5 separate regions of the Mus musculus genome follow, and regions 1, 2, 3 and 5 are each linked to region 4. Evidence: chromatin contacts called from public Hi-C and promoter capture Hi-C data. All regions are on one chromosome and are shown on one strand. The core of a region is the stretch at or near the end of the contact, and the rest is flanking DNA. Distances in the headings are between cores, read along the strand shown. Region 1 holds the start of Snhg17 (small nucleolar RNA host gene 17). Region 2 holds the start of Bpi (bactericidal permeablility increasing protein). Region 3 holds the start of Vstm2l (V-set and transmembrane domain containing 2-like). Region 4 holds the start of Tgif2 (TGFB-induced factor homeobox 2). Region 5 holds the start of BC029722 (cDNA sequence BC029722).

Region 1 (2,700 bases), core at 33-2,532, 1.5 Mb after region 4:
AGAACCAGACAAGGCCCGGAAGCCAGCAGAGAGCAGTGGCTGAAATCTGGATGGTGCATATGACCCCCAAAATCTTCTGGCTCCTTTCCATTCTGCTCTCCACCCACCAGAGTAAAGCAGAAGGGTACAGAAGCGACAGTGGGAACACAGGACACACAAGACACAGATCCCAAGTGGGTACAGCAACAAGCAGGCACACCTCAAAGAACCCAGCCTCACCTCACCTTCACCCACTTCCAACTATAAATGAAGAAACTGAATCCCCCATCCCAGGGCACAATCCTCACTCAGGAGCACCAGTTTGTCGATGTAGCAAGACGGAGACAACTCTTTGGCCACTGTAGATCCCAGCTGTTATTTCTGCAAATACAATAAGCCCAGGTGAGCCACATGAACAGCACCCAGTTACCTGGGAAAGCACCCAGAATCCCAAACACAAAAGCTGCCAGGTAGCAAACCACGGAGCATAGACACCCCCCCCTTTCCTCTGTAATCCCCACTATGCAACATGGAACAGAACTGTCCCCAGAATCTTGCCCTTGGTTATTTCGAGCCCTCACCGAGCTTCTCTCTGCACAGTGGCTTTGTCGACCTCCTCAAAAGTAGTAATCAGAACTCCACACCACCCCTCTGCTGGTACCCATGGGAAGGCCAATTACAGGCACCCGGGCTTCAAGTTGCTCCCGAATAGCAGAGCACTTACCCAGGCATCCTCTCCCTGGACAGTGGGTGTCCATCTCGGAGTTGAAGGGAGTAGGGGGTTCCAGAAGCTGTAATCTGTCGACCCAAGGAGCTTCCATCTGTCTCCAGGAGGGCTGCGCAGTCTACAGCCTGGCAGGACAACGGAAGCGGCTGCGGCGCAAGGCAGGGCGGGGCAGGGGGACCCAGATGCTGCACCCGGGGTCCTGGGGGAGTCTCAACTTAAATCCTGGTCAATGGATTCGCCTTGGTAGGATGCTAAAAACATGGGACACAGGTCGTAAACACCGACCCACTTTTTGTAGGCGACAGACATGGCTTTGAGGCTTCAGATACTCAGACGGTGAAAAGCACGCGGCTTGAGGCCCTCCCTCCTCTAGACCCAGCAGACCAGCCGCCCACCGACGGCCCGCAGCCCGGTTTCCTTGATGGAGGAAACGGCGCTGCCCATGCACCTTGCACTCACCTTGGTGCCCTGTATTGGGGAGACGAGCCCGGGAACATGCGGGATGTCTGTAGATTTGGGCGGATGGCAATGGCCAGAGAGGAAACACATCCACGCGACAGGAAACTGTGGTCTTCACGATGGGCGCTGGCGGAAGAACAAATGACAAAGCACGCTGCAGCCTAGAGCAGCATCTCCGAGCGGCGGGCCCTCCAGCGCCCCCACGAGGAGAGGAGACTAACAACTGTTTGAACATATTAAGTTAATTTTTTTTTTTTTTTAAACAATGATACGTTTTAGGAGGAAACTGTCTCTCGTTTGCCGTATTTTTTCTGTTTGTTCTGAAGCAGACCTCTCTTACAAACTACTGATTCCACAGCACATGGCTCAGTGGTGTCACAAAGGAACAAATGATGACTTTAAACACCACCACACGAGGTCAGTAGTGGCTTGAGACTGGCATGTGGAAGGGATGAGAGCAAAGAATGAATGCTTTGCTAAAAGTCTACCTAAAAATCATAAGGCCGATGGGACGATTCCCTTAACCAGAAAAGTCCTGATCCAAGTAACAGATGAGAGACAGATGTTTGAGAAGGAGCTCACGTGTTTCCAAGTCTTCATACTCCCAAACTCTGCTTGGATCCTAGGCCAAATGTGGCTCTTGGCCCTATGTACAGCAGCTCTGCCCTTGGGGCTGAAGAAGGAACTCCACTGAAAGAGTCCAAATGACCTCTGAGCCAGCCATCTCTTCCGCCTCTAAGGGTGACTTAAAGACAAAAGATAGTCTGGGCTGGAGAGATGGCTCAGTGACTTAAAGCAATTGCAGAGGACCTGAGTTCAATTCCCAGTACTCATACAGAGAGCCTAATGTTTGTCTGTAACTCCAGTTCTAGGGGATATGACGCCCTCTTCTGTACATTGTAAACACTGCCTGTAAAAGTGGTACACATAGTATTTCAGGCAAAACACTCGCAGGCATAGCATTAAAAGAAAGAAAGAAAGAAAGAAAGAAAGAAAGAAAGAAAGAAAGGAAGGAAGGAAGGAAGGAAGGAAGGAAGGAAGGAAGGAAGGAAGGAAGGAAGCCAGGCGTGGTGGCGCACACCTTTAATCCCAGCACTTAGAAGGCAGAGGAAGGCAGATTTCTGAGTTTGAGGCCAGCCTGGTCTACAAAGTGAGTTTCAGGACAGCCAGAGCTATACAGAGAAACCCTGTCTCAAAAAACCATTAAAAAATATATATATATATTATTAAAATATATATTAAATATATATTATATATTAAATATGTATTATATATTAAATATATTAAATAAGTATATTTAATATATATATATATAATATATATTAAATATATATATAAATATATATTAAATATATATTAAATATATATATATATATTTTTTAGGGCTGGTGAGATGGCTCAGCGGTTAAGAGCACTGACCACTCATCCAGAGGTCTTGAGTTCAATTCCCAGCAACCACATGGTGGCTTACAACCTTCTACAGTGAGATCTGATGCCCTCTTCTGGTGTGTCTGAAGACAACTACAGTGTACTCC
Region 2 (2,700 bases), core at 181-2,680, 1.4 Mb after region 4:
TGTGTTTCTTCCGATGTTTGGAAGGCAATGTCTCCTAGCTGGGCAGATAGCAGGAGGATCTGCTTAGAAAGAAGTGATGAGGGAAAAAAAAGGAAGGAAGGAAGGAAGAAAGAAAGGAAACAAGGAAAGAAGGAAGAAAGGAAATGAGCCCTCAGGAGGATAGGAGGATCCCGATTTTTAGACTTCCATAAAATCCAGGGGATTGGGGTGGGGCGTGAGAAACCTTGAGCCTCTGAAGTCCAGCCCCCTCTGTTCACCATGGAGACCGGGCCACTCCCACTCGGGGCCTGAGGCTGCTGCAGAACTTCACAGCCCTGCATGCAAAGCTGAACTAGATTGCAGGAGGGGAGGGATGGGGGTGGGGGTTCCCACCTTGCCCCTCCAGCTTAGCGCCTCCTGCTCCTGATGGTGTTAGAAGTATCTTGGCTCTAAGAGAAGCCTACTGTCCCCTCAGAAGCCTCAAATCCTGGTCCCTGAGAAGGAGGGGTGAAATGTGTGAAAACAGATATCTGGTTAAGAAAACTGGGTTTAGGAAACGATGGAATATTGAAAGCCGGGGGAGAATGTATTCAGAGAAAGGGAACTTTCCCGGGCTAACCAATAGGATCCCATGTCTGATAGGAAAACAAACAGGCAGAACTAACTATCTATGCTTGCCAGGAAAAAAAAAATGGGACAGGCGAAAATTAAAATATGTTTGGTGTTGTGTCTTGGAGACGAGTCCATGTAACTGATTCTCGTATTTATTTCTGAAGTTCCGGTTAAGGCTCCCATCTGGATTCTCTTTCTCGCAAGGCACACTATGCCTGCTTTCCCTACTGGAAGGCCATCCTGTCCTCACAGTAAGCTAGGGGCGAAGGTGATAGTCCCCCCCCACCCCCCACCACCACTCTATAGGAGAGGAAACCGAGGCACAGAGAAGCACAGAGAGGCTGAGACCAGCCTTAAAGAGTAGCTGAGATGCCAAGGACAAGACTCCAGAATTAGAGCACTAAAAAAGTACCCCTGCAGCCTGGGATGGGGGACACCTCCAAAGGTCCCGTTTTTTAAACAATTTACTACGGATACAACCAAAGGGATAGGAACTAGAGACAGGGAGTCTCCGTGTGGTCACCACCCAGCTTGAAAGAAAGCCTTACATGAGGCGAGGAGGACGCAAGAAAAGGATGGACTGCTTAGGAAGAGGAATCCGTCCCAGAGCCACAGGTCTCAACAGGCTCGCGCGTGCTGGCATGGGTGGGCGCGTGCACGTGCACAGCACATGCGCACATGCCCATGCTCGCACAGACCTCTAGGCTCCACTGGGGCAGCCCCTGGACTGGTCCCCAACGTTGATGGGGAACCGCAGCTGCCCTCCCCCTCCCGCCCCCACGGCTGCCTTCCTCCTTCCTCTTTCTACTACTGCCCTGCCCTTCCCCAGAAGGCTTCTTTATAGGTCTCAGGTTCCCATCCGAGGCCTTGTGGTTTGGGCTGCCCTAGAGGACATGACCTGGGCCCCTGACAACGTGCGGAAATGGTCAGCCCTGTTGCTGCTGGCCATCATTGGCACAGCCCTGACAGCCGCCACCGACCCTGGCTTCGTGGCCATGATCTCCCAGAAGGGTCTGGACTTCGGTAATTGGATGCCTTTCTCTCTTCCTCCCCTTCCCTGACAGGGCACTTAGGGTGCACAGCCCTTTAAATCGGATGCCTGGCAAGTTCACTGCTTCCCCCCCCCTCCTATTTTACATAGAAAGAAACTAAGGCACCGTCTCATAGGACTAGAAAAGTGTCAGAGCTGGGACTGGATCACACTACTCTAGAAGATTCCAAGTGCCCCGGGGCTCTGAGGGTCCCCACGGTCCCTTCTCTCTACACCGTGACATTTCTAGGCCTTTTCTTTCCAAAGTCAGTCGTCTGCCTTACCTCCTTTGTTAGAGACTAAGCAGGCAGGGGGTGCCGGGGGGCGCCTCCAGTGAGATGTACACACACTGCGGGCAGACTCTGGGAAAGCTACCCCAGGCTCCTCCCAAAGGCCAGGCAGGTAACAACTCCGCTCACCTGCTTCTCTGCCAGGCGCCTCACAGATCCACCGGTCCCATTCTTCCATTGCAGGACTGGGTGGGTGGGACACAGCACTCCTGCAGGTGAGGAGTCTCTAGCAAAGGCGCTCTAGTCCTCACTGAAGCCCTTCTTGGGGCCGCTTAGTGCTGCCTCCTGGTGGCAGAGAGAGGAACTGCAGAACTCAGGGCGATCCTAGTTCAGATCAGACCAGGTTGGGTGGGGGGGCGGGGCAGGTCCCAGGGGATCTGCTTTCCTATCCCAGAACGCATGTTCCAGGCCATGCAGGCCATCGCAGGGATGCAAACAGATTCCCCCATGAACGTCGATGAGGATATGGTTGTGTTTAAATCCAGAGCTGGTGTGTGTGTGTGTGTGTGTGTGCGCGCGTGTGTACATACATGTCACATGAGTGCATGGGTGACTGACAGCTTTTGTGGGAGCAGAGGCTCAGCTCCAGTGTCCCATGTGGCAACTGGAGTGAGTTTTTAAAAAATGCAGCAAGCCTATTATTCATTTGTATGCCCACATCCAAAGGTTGAACTTGGGGAACAAGAAGCCTTGATCTCCCATCTTGACTCTACCATATGTCAGCAGTGAGCTCTTGACCAGAGCACTAGGGTGTGGGAGGGAAGGGAAGGACCCCCTTCCTAGGATTGC
Region 3 (2,700 bases), core at 150-2,649, 1.1 Mb after region 4:
AGCTGGCTGATGCTGAAGAGGAGCTGTCCGTGGTGCTGAAACTGTGCCTCTAACATGCAACACCTAGCAGGGAGGGAAACTTGAGTTGATCCTGGTGACAACAGTATACTATCCACCATAATATCTGAAAGGGGCATAGGGAGACAGAATAAAGACAGCAAGCACGGTGTGTCACTCCGCTTTTTAGATCTCTCAAACTTTAGGTACTGTGAGCCGTGCTGGAAGCTGGATCCCTGCGGTGCTGTGTGTGTGGAGCGGGGATCTGTCCACGGTGCTGAACCCTCGCATCTAATCACCCCCGAGGCGCTGTCCGCGGTTCTTAAAGGATGAAACGAAAAGGGTGCTGTCCGCAATGCTGAAACAATGCCTGCCGGCGAAGGCAGAGGAGAAATGAGGGTAGGAAGAATCCTTCCCGGGGTCCGAAACCTTGCTCCGGATCTTCTCAAGACCTCGGAGAAGGCAGCCTTATGAAATAGGCTTTTCTTTAAAATAACCCCCCAACCCTCTTTTCCTGTCACAAAAGCCTCAGTTAAAGAGTCAAGGAAGGAATCAGAATTGGACTGCCACTCTTGGGAATGAAAGAGTCTTCATGGTTTACACACACAGACACACACACACACACACACACACACACACACACACTCCATCTAGACCTTTCATCTAGGGAGAGCCTTACAGTCCAGAAGGGGGCGATCCAGTTCACTGTGTAGAACCCCAACACCTCTAAGCTAGGAGCCCCACTAACTGCTGAGTCCCAGAGACAGGAACCACAATGATAACTACATTGTGTGGGCGCCACGATGTTCCCCACTTTACCCACCTAACTCCAAAGACCCCCCCCCCCCCAACCCCCGACACACACTGCTTCTGGTGGTGGCGTCTGTCCCCATTTTTCAGACGAAGAACTCGAGGACAGGAGAAACTACGCGTGATCACACGGGGACCCCAAAGCTGCCAGATCTTAAACTAGTTCACCTATGTCTCATCCCGGGTGCGCCCCCCACCCCTATTCACCTGTCCTGCACCTCGCCTGGCCCTGGCCCCAACACTACCCAGCTGGCAAAGTTGAGCGGCCCCTCCAGCGCACGGGTCTGGTGGCAGGTCGGATGTTTATCCCCAACGATCGGATTTCGACTCCCAACACCCTAGTGTTCCGCCCTGCGGGGGGTTAGGTCCCCAGGTGGCCTTCCACCCCCGGGCCTGCCCCACCCCCGCTCCCGCGCGGGAGGCCAGTTGCGAGTACCGCTTTAAAAATCCCAGCCTGGGCAAAACTTTGATGATAAATCAAGCTGCGGATCCCTCCGCCGCCGCCGGCTCAGGGCGGGGAGCGAGGGGGAGGGCGGGTGCGCGGCGGCGCGGAGTGGCCTTCCGCGCAAGCGAAGAGTCCCGCAGTCGGAGGCGGCGGGCTGGGCGTGCGCTCGCTGCCTGCAGCCGGGGCCGGGCCGGGGCCAGCAGGAGAGGGCGGCGGCGGCGCCGGGCAGGGTACGGCGGGCGCGGGCTTTGCGGGCTGCGGAGCCCCGATGTGAGGCGGCGGCGCCCCCGGCCGGAGCGCGCAGCATGGGGGCCCCGCTGGCCGCGGCGCTGGGCGCCCTCCACTACCTGGCACTTTTCCTGCAACTCGGCGGCGCCACGCGACCCGCAGGCCATGCGCCCTGGGACAACCACGTCTCCGGACACGGTGAGTTTGCGCGCAGCCCCCACGGACTTCCCCCCACTGAACCCCACCCCGGTCGCAGCCGCTCCAACTTGGCGGTCGCGGTGCTCGAACCTGCGCCGACTGATGCTATGGCCCAGAGTTCCGGGGCGCCCTCTGCTGGGACTGGGGACCCACCCTGTCTCCTATCGGGGCCAGCTCTGCGAGAAGGGGTTCCCAAGAGCACACTCGCTCTGGCCCCAGCTCGCAGAAGACCCCCTCCACGCGCGTACACACTCACACGGATACACACACCTCTGCGACCATACAGATGTCTCCAACCGCGGACACACTCAGCCACGCTCACTGCATCCCACACTCACAACTCTGCACATCCCCTCTGAGCCTCTCCTCGCTGGTAAATATACTTGTGCCCACTACGCACACGAATCAGACACTGGCTGGTGGCTCACCCTGCCAGCTGGCACTCGGGCACACACGCTTCGCTTCGCCACAACTCTTGCCTGTCTGCCTGCAGACACGGATACACATGCACGCACGCACTTGTGCACACACTTTGCCCACCCACTTCTCTCTGCCCCGATTCCTTTCTCCTTTGTGGGTTTAACGCTGAAACTGCTCCTGCATCCTCTTCATCAGGATCCATCCCTTCCACGGCCGGGAATGGTCCTGAGGGGCGCCAGATGCTGTTGCTTAAGACCTGCTAGCCTGGGTGGCAGCTTCCTTTGCCATCCATGTGGGTGGGTGGCATCCAGGGGTAGGGACAGTCTGGGGATAAGAAGGTAGGGACGGAGAGCTGGGATACACTGGAGTAGTTGAGGTCTATTCTTTCAGCTAGAGGCCAGGAGTAAAGAGGAATGTAGGGTGTTTGTCCCTGGGGGGATCATGAACCCCTTGAATCCTACAGGACACCCCCATCTCGGGGACCCCATCTCAACCTTGCCCCTAGAGGACTGAAATGTTGAACTCCAGCATTGTGGGAGCAAGGAGAAAGCAAGTGCTGCCTGCACGAGTGTCTGAAGCGCCTTTCCTCCCCACAGGAGCCC
Region 4 (2,700 bases), core at 33-2,532:
TCAAAGGTCTGTGGCTGGAATATGACTTGGCTAAGAAATTGCTTGTGACCAACTCTCTGAGACTTGGTGTCACCATCAGTAAAAAAGAGGGTTCTGGGCAATGTTTTTGATTTTGGATGGCCATCTTGGTTTCAAGGATTTCCAGGCAAGTCCGGCTTCTATGAAACCCACCTTAAGATGCTTTTAATCGGCATCCTGACTGGCTTAGGGCCTTCTGGTAGGAAAACTTAACTTTGGTTGCCAAAGTTTTTGTGACTACAGTACAACGAAAAACAAAAGCTTGAGTCTGCTGCAGCAATGACAGCTGTTGTCTCTGTCACTTAGCTGCAGCAGGTGCGCCACTCTTAAGTCTGACCCAAGACCCAAACTCAACAGTAAAATGATTAGAAGATAACAGCATTAAAAAAAATAACAATCAGGGAAGACTGTTCGGATGCTGTTGGTTCTGGCACGTGGGTCTCAGGTTTCTGGGCCTATATGATCACAAACCCAGAAAAGGCCTGTTAGCTGGAGTTAGGCTATGCCACACTTATGCAGATAGCAAGAGACAGACAAACAGTCAGGGAACTTGGACGCAAGGAAAACTTGAGGTAAAATGACCCTAGCCTGGACCGCTGGAAGCGCCTAGCCTCACCCTCTCCAACTGGGGTTAGCCACCAAGGGAAAGGCTCGGCTCTATCATCAGACCCACCTGGCCAAAGGACACTGGCACACGTGGTAAGGCAGGGACCAGCGAGTAAATGCGGCCACCTCCAAATTGCGACACGGTGCCTGCCTCACTCACGCTCCTGGGGTGCAGCCTGTACTCACCCCTGGCCGACCATCTGCGCTAGGCTTGGGGTTTTATCCCAAGTGGTCTTCGCCGCGCCGTTTGCCTTATGAGCGGACAAAACAACTGGTCCTTTAGCACCTGGGAGTTACTCTGAGCCGACTGAGCCTCAGTTTCCCCATCCCCACAAGGGCAAGCTCCCAGAGGAGGAGGCGAACTTACAAAGGTACGGGGACTGGCACCCTTTGTGCCTGGTAGTGCCCCCACCCCCATGGAGGAGCACACAGTAGGCGCTCCGGAAACACTCTCTGAAAGGAGGAGCGGGCCACTTCCTGCCCTGGAGCTGACTCCGGGAGCCCTGGTCCCACCGCTCCGCCCCGGGCCCCGGCCATGCGGCATTCCTAAGGTGGGTGGGCGCAGGAAGGAGGTGCCGCGGGCCCGCCCCCTCCGACGCGTGGGCGGGGCGAAGCCCCCTGGCTCTGCGGGCCCGCCCCCGAGGGTGGGCGTAGCTGGCCACGCTCTGCACAAAGTTTGTTTCTGCCTCGGGGCGGTGGGGGAGGGTGCGGCAGGCGGGATGGGAGGAGAGGGGATCTGACGTCAGGTCGCGAGGTGCTTTCCAGCCGCGAGCTGTCAGGCGGGTGTCAGACCCGGCAGGTACGCGGCGCGTTCCCCCGGTGCCCCCCGCCCCGGCCGGGTGGTCCCACACCCCACCGAGGCCGCGTGGGCCGGAAAGCCGCCAGGGAAGGTGAGTGCGGGGCGCCGAGGGGCTGGAGACGCGGGAGGAGGCGCGCGGACAACTTGGAAAGTTTCTTGGGGCGACGGGGCGGGGGAGGGGGCGTCGTCCCGGCGCGTGCGACAGTGGGTGTGTGAGCCCCGGGGGTGTGTGTGAGTCGGGACCGCGGAACGCTGGCGCGGAATGCCGGGGTTGGCGGGGGGGGCGCTGTTCGGGGTCCTTGAGGGAGGGCTCGGCTCCCAAAGCTCCCAAAGCTCCTCTGGGAGAGGGCAGCCGGTGCCCTGCAGCGGGGTGAGCGCGCGGGGAGCGGGTTTGTTTGGTTTCAAAAGTGCACGTTGCTAACCGCCGGCAGCCCCCCCCCCTCCCGCACGGCGACAGAGCGGGACCGGGGGCCGCCGAGTGACAGCTGGAGGTGGGGGCCGCGGGCGGGGCTCCGACGGAGAGGGCTTGGGAGCCCGCGCGAGTTCCCCTTTCCTTTGGAACAAAGGAAAGTCTGTCTCCGAGGCATCTGTCACTCCCAGGCGGGCCAAGGCTGTGGGGCGCGTGGGGCTGGCGACGCGGAGAAAGTTTGTGCGCGCCGGGACCCCGGGACCAGGCGAAGGGCAGCCGAGCGTCTTGCGGGGGCTGTGCGCGTCCCCGATGTAGGGGGGGCGGCCAACATGGAGTCCAGGCGCAGAGTTGGGGGGGGGGGGCGGCGCGGAGGTTGGAGCCCAGCCCCCTCTTTTCCCCTCCCCCTCCGGGCCGAGTTCGGAGCACAAAGCCGAGCGCGCACGCTCCGGCGGCCCCGCGCCCCAAGAGTCACCCTGCGCGGAGTACCAGGGAACGGGCTGGGAACTAAACTTTTTCCTGTCCCAAAATGGACACGTGAGTTTTTTTTTTTTCCTTGCAAAGTCGTCCCCCCCCCCCAACCCCCAAGCGCCGGGTGGCGGACCGACAGGGGAGCTGTTGCTCGCACCGTGACTCTGGTGGGGGACAGTTGAGTGAGGGTGCCTTGAGCGCCGGCGGATTCGTCGGCGCCCCATGAGCCATGTGCTCCGTTGCGTCTGGGCCGCGGGGGAGGCTGCGCGCTTTGTGTGAACTGCTGGGAACTCCAGCCTCAGTGTGCGGCCCGGGGGATTGTATCTGGAGCTGGGCGAGTTGTCAGAAAGTTCCTGTGGGAGTGGCTGCAGATGGTGTTGTGGGAGTGTGTAGGAGATTG
Region 5 (2,700 bases), core at 62-2,561, 1.0 Mb before region 4:
GTCCGAGAAAACTGTCTCTTCTAGTCCTCTCCTCTGGGCCTCCCTCCCCCAGTCCCCTGGTCCCTCTCCTCAGGTTGGTGCTCACTTCTTGAAAGCTCTAGGCCCCGCAGGCTCCCTGTTGGCTCCTGGCATTCCAAGGCCAGTTGCGAAAGAGCAGGGGATGGAGGCAGGCAGCCCAGGCTGCAGATGTGAGGGACACAGGGCCGGGCCCAGAGAGGGCTCAGCCTAGAGGCTTCCAATCTTGGATTCTTCTGCCTGCGGTCATCTGTTTGTCCATCAGCCCAGGTCAGAGCAGTCAGAGGGGCAAAGTACTAGAGCCCCCAGAGCTCAGCTTCCCCTCGGCCTGGGTGACATCACAGCATCTCAGTGTCGGTCACATTTTAAACTGATCAGCCTTTGTACAATGTTTTTTAAATCATTTCTAAATAAAACAGAAATACAGTGTTTTTTCCCCTGGGGTATGGGAACAAAGACCAGGGCATATGTGTGCCCGTAAGAAGTTTCAGGGAGAAAAGGGTACCCTGGGAGTGTACTTCTGCAGTTGCCTCGTGCATCTTCTAACCAGCAATCAATGTCCTGTCCTCCCCACCCCACCCCAACCCGTCACCCAGGAACCTCAGGAGTACGGGAGGGTCATTGTGGCAAGACTTCTCTGGAGACAGGGCACATGGGGCTATGGCCAGGCAGCAGCTCAGTTCTAGCGAGGGGGAAACCAGGATTCAACAGCATCAAGAGCCTGCCAGGACGCCTCATCTGATCCTGGCTCTTCCTCTTAAGGAAATCAGCCCAAGGACAGAGCTGAAAGGGGGCGTGGGAATGAGCTGGTTCGGGGGTCTGTCAAGTCTGAAGCTGAGGTGCAATTCTCTGAGGTGGCCCTGAGGGACTTTCAGTCTCCGCGATCTTTCTTGAATCTCTGCCCAGAGGGAGTAAGACAGGAAATCACAGGGTGAGGAGATAAAAGCCAGGCCAGGCCCAGGAGGGCATGAAGGCCAGGGGTGGCCGGGTCAGTACCAGGACGTGCAGGCGATTAGAAAGCGCACGTCGTCCAGTGGCCCCCACGGGCCAGGTTCCGGCTGAGGCTGCTGCGGACCCTGCGGCGCTGGAGGCTGGGGCTGCGCGGGCTCCGGGCCATCCTGGCCACCACTCAGGAGAGCGCCCATGGTCTGTAATAGAAGCCCATTTGGTACCATGCCAGAGCAAGTGTCACCCCACCCATCACCACCCTCTACCCGCGCGTGTCCTCACCTCAGGCAGTAAAGTGAAAGCAGAGCTGCACGGAAGCCGTCTGGCCTGGGAGGAGCAGCGTTATGACGCAGCCGAGACAGAGAAGGAAGGCCTTCGCACGCCAGGGGCGGGCCCCGTGAGCACGGGAAAGGCAGGGCCACTAGCCAACCACGCCCAGGGCCCAAGGCTCCGCCCCACTTAGAAGAAGGCCCTGCTAGAGCCACAGGAGGCGGCCTGGCTTCCCAAGGAGGCTACCCCATCTTCAAATTCAGGCAGGACCAGAATGCACTGCAGCTGAGTGCCTATGGCCTCACAAAGGCCCTGGCAGGGAGAAGAGCTGGGTGTCTCATTCTGAGGCCAGGGAGGGCCGAGAGGCTGGAGCTGGCTTGAAATGGAACCCAGAAGCCAGCACTACTTCCTCTTGTTCATCTCTTCTTTGAGGGGTGGGAGGGATCTCATTATGTATCCCTAGCTGTGCTAGAACTCAGTGTGTAGCCAGGCTGACTATGAACTGGAGATCCCCTCTGCCTCCGGGATTACTGGTGTGTTCCACCACCCCCTGCAGGTCTCCCATCCTGTTGAGGGAAAACACTGCATGTCATCCCACCCAACTTCCCCACAACCCAGGAACTGCTGTAGAAGGAGGTGTTGCAAACTGAGGCCACACACACACACACACAGCACACTGAGGATGGTGGGAGGCAGTCCTTTAATGGGGTGGGGCACAAGATAGCAGAACTTTCATCCAAGAGCCACAAGAACTGAAAGCCAGCATGACAGGGCAGGCTTTCCAGTAACAATTGTCAAGAGATGGCACAGGTGAAGGGTTGGGCAATCAATTCAGCTCTACCGAGCTCTGCCATGCCCCACTGCCAGCATCTGGTACAGACTAGCTCAGGCATGGAAAATGAGCCAAAGTCCAGAGGCAGGAGCCCACACGGCAGCATGGACGGTGACTCATGTGAGGCTGCAGAGAGAGGAATGGATTACATATCAGGAGCTGTTTTACAAGGTACACGTGGCCCCACCCTAGACCTGTTCTAGTTCAGTCCTTGAAAAGCCACACTTGGAACCCCACCTGTTCCAGGGTTCCAGACTGACTATATCCTGTGTAAGATCAAGCCTAAAACTCCCCACGTTTGAGACAGGAGCAAGGAAAAGTCAGTGAGAGCAGGATGTGCCCAGACCAAGCCTCTCAGAGACCAGGCCAAGGCCAAAACTGCCTTCCTTTTCCAGAACTCTTCATTACTGCTGATACAAAAAGTCACAAATACTAGACTGAAAAACAGACGTGCTCTCTCTAAGGATTAAGTGGATCACTGGTATTGGAGGAAGTAATCATTCATGATACTGAAACCGAGGTGCTCACTGTGTGCAGCATGCACAGGCTCGTGTCAGCTCTTTCCTCGGCTGCTTCTTCACTTTCCTTTTTGAGTCAGGGTCTCTCACTGAGCCTGGAGCTCACCATGGCTGCTA

The links. Promoter capture Hi-C pulls out the DNA fragments that hold promoters and counts their contacts. Hi-C and Micro-C count contacts between places; a contact is called where the count stands out from the background.
Region 1: a contact with region 4 is called in a promoter capture Hi-C map of hippocampal neurons, with 2.8 times the contacts expected there. The contact joins the promoter of Snhg17 here to the promoter of Tgif2 in region 4.
Region 2: a promoter capture Hi-C map of liver shows a contact between it and region 4, with 3 times the contacts expected there. The contact joins the promoter of Bpi here to the promoter of Tgif2 in region 4. A contact is called at or near these places in 2 of 39 promoter capture datasets (hippocampal neurons and liver).
Region 3: a promoter capture Hi-C map of liver shows a contact between it and region 4, with 4 times the contacts expected there. The contact joins the promoter of Vstm2l here to the promoter of Tgif2 in region 4. A contact is called at or near these places in 3 of 39 promoter capture datasets (hippocampal neurons and liver).
Region 5: a Hi-C map of CD8 T cells shows a contact between it and region 4, with 4 times the contacts expected there. The contact joins the promoter of BC029722 here to the promoter of Tgif2 in region 4. A contact is called at or near these places in 1 of 39 promoter capture datasets (liver) and 1 of 484 Hi-C or Micro-C datasets (CD8 T cells).

What each region holds. Positions count from the first base shown.
Region 1 is chr2:158,360,240-158,362,939 of GRCm38.p6, forward strand. Snhg17 (small nucleolar RNA host gene 17) reads right to left here and starts at 1,283. Exons shown (of 6, transcript NR_027887.1): 1 at 1,166-1,283; 2 at 704-831; 3 at 225-360. RefSeq lists a cis regulatory region at 1,215-1,491.
Region 2 is chr2:158,256,811-158,259,510 of GRCm38.p6, forward strand. It overlaps Bpi (bactericidal permeablility increasing protein), which reads left to right and starts at 1,431. Exons shown (of 15, transcript NM_001356542.1): 1 at 1,431-1,614. The coding sequence starts at 1,485. It overlaps Gm34571 (a long non-coding RNA gene), which reads right to left and starts at 2,169. Exons shown (of 3, transcript XR_866913.1): 1 at 2,041-2,169.
Region 3 is chr2:157,913,254-157,915,953 of GRCm38.p6, forward strand. It overlaps Vstm2l (V-set and transmembrane domain containing 2-like), which reads left to right and starts at 1,400. Exons shown (of 4, transcript NM_198627.2): 1 at 1,400-1,678. The coding sequence starts at 1,558.
Region 4 is chr2:156,838,725-156,841,424 of GRCm38.p6, forward strand. Tgif2 (TGFB-induced factor homeobox 2) reads left to right here and starts at 1,283. Exons shown (of 3, transcript NM_173396.3): 1 at 1,283-1,514. LOC115486128 reads right to left here and starts at 2,524. Exons shown (of 5, transcript XM_030252280.1): 1 at 2,458-2,524; 2 at 992-2,275. The coding sequence starts at 2,524.
Region 5 is chr2:155,817,921-155,820,620 of GRCm38.p6, forward strand. BC029722 (cDNA sequence BC029722) reads right to left here and starts at 1,312. Exons shown (of 2, transcript NM_001384169.1): 1 at 1,246-1,312; 2 at 1-1,163. The coding sequence starts at 1,160. The coding sequence ends at 1,005. Mmp24 (matrix metallopeptidase 24) reads left to right here. Exons shown (of 9, transcript NM_010808.4): 9 at 1-446. Eif6 (eukaryotic translation initiation factor 6) reads right to left here. Exons shown (of 6, transcript NM_010579.2): 6 at 1,917-2,191. The coding sequence ends at 2,182.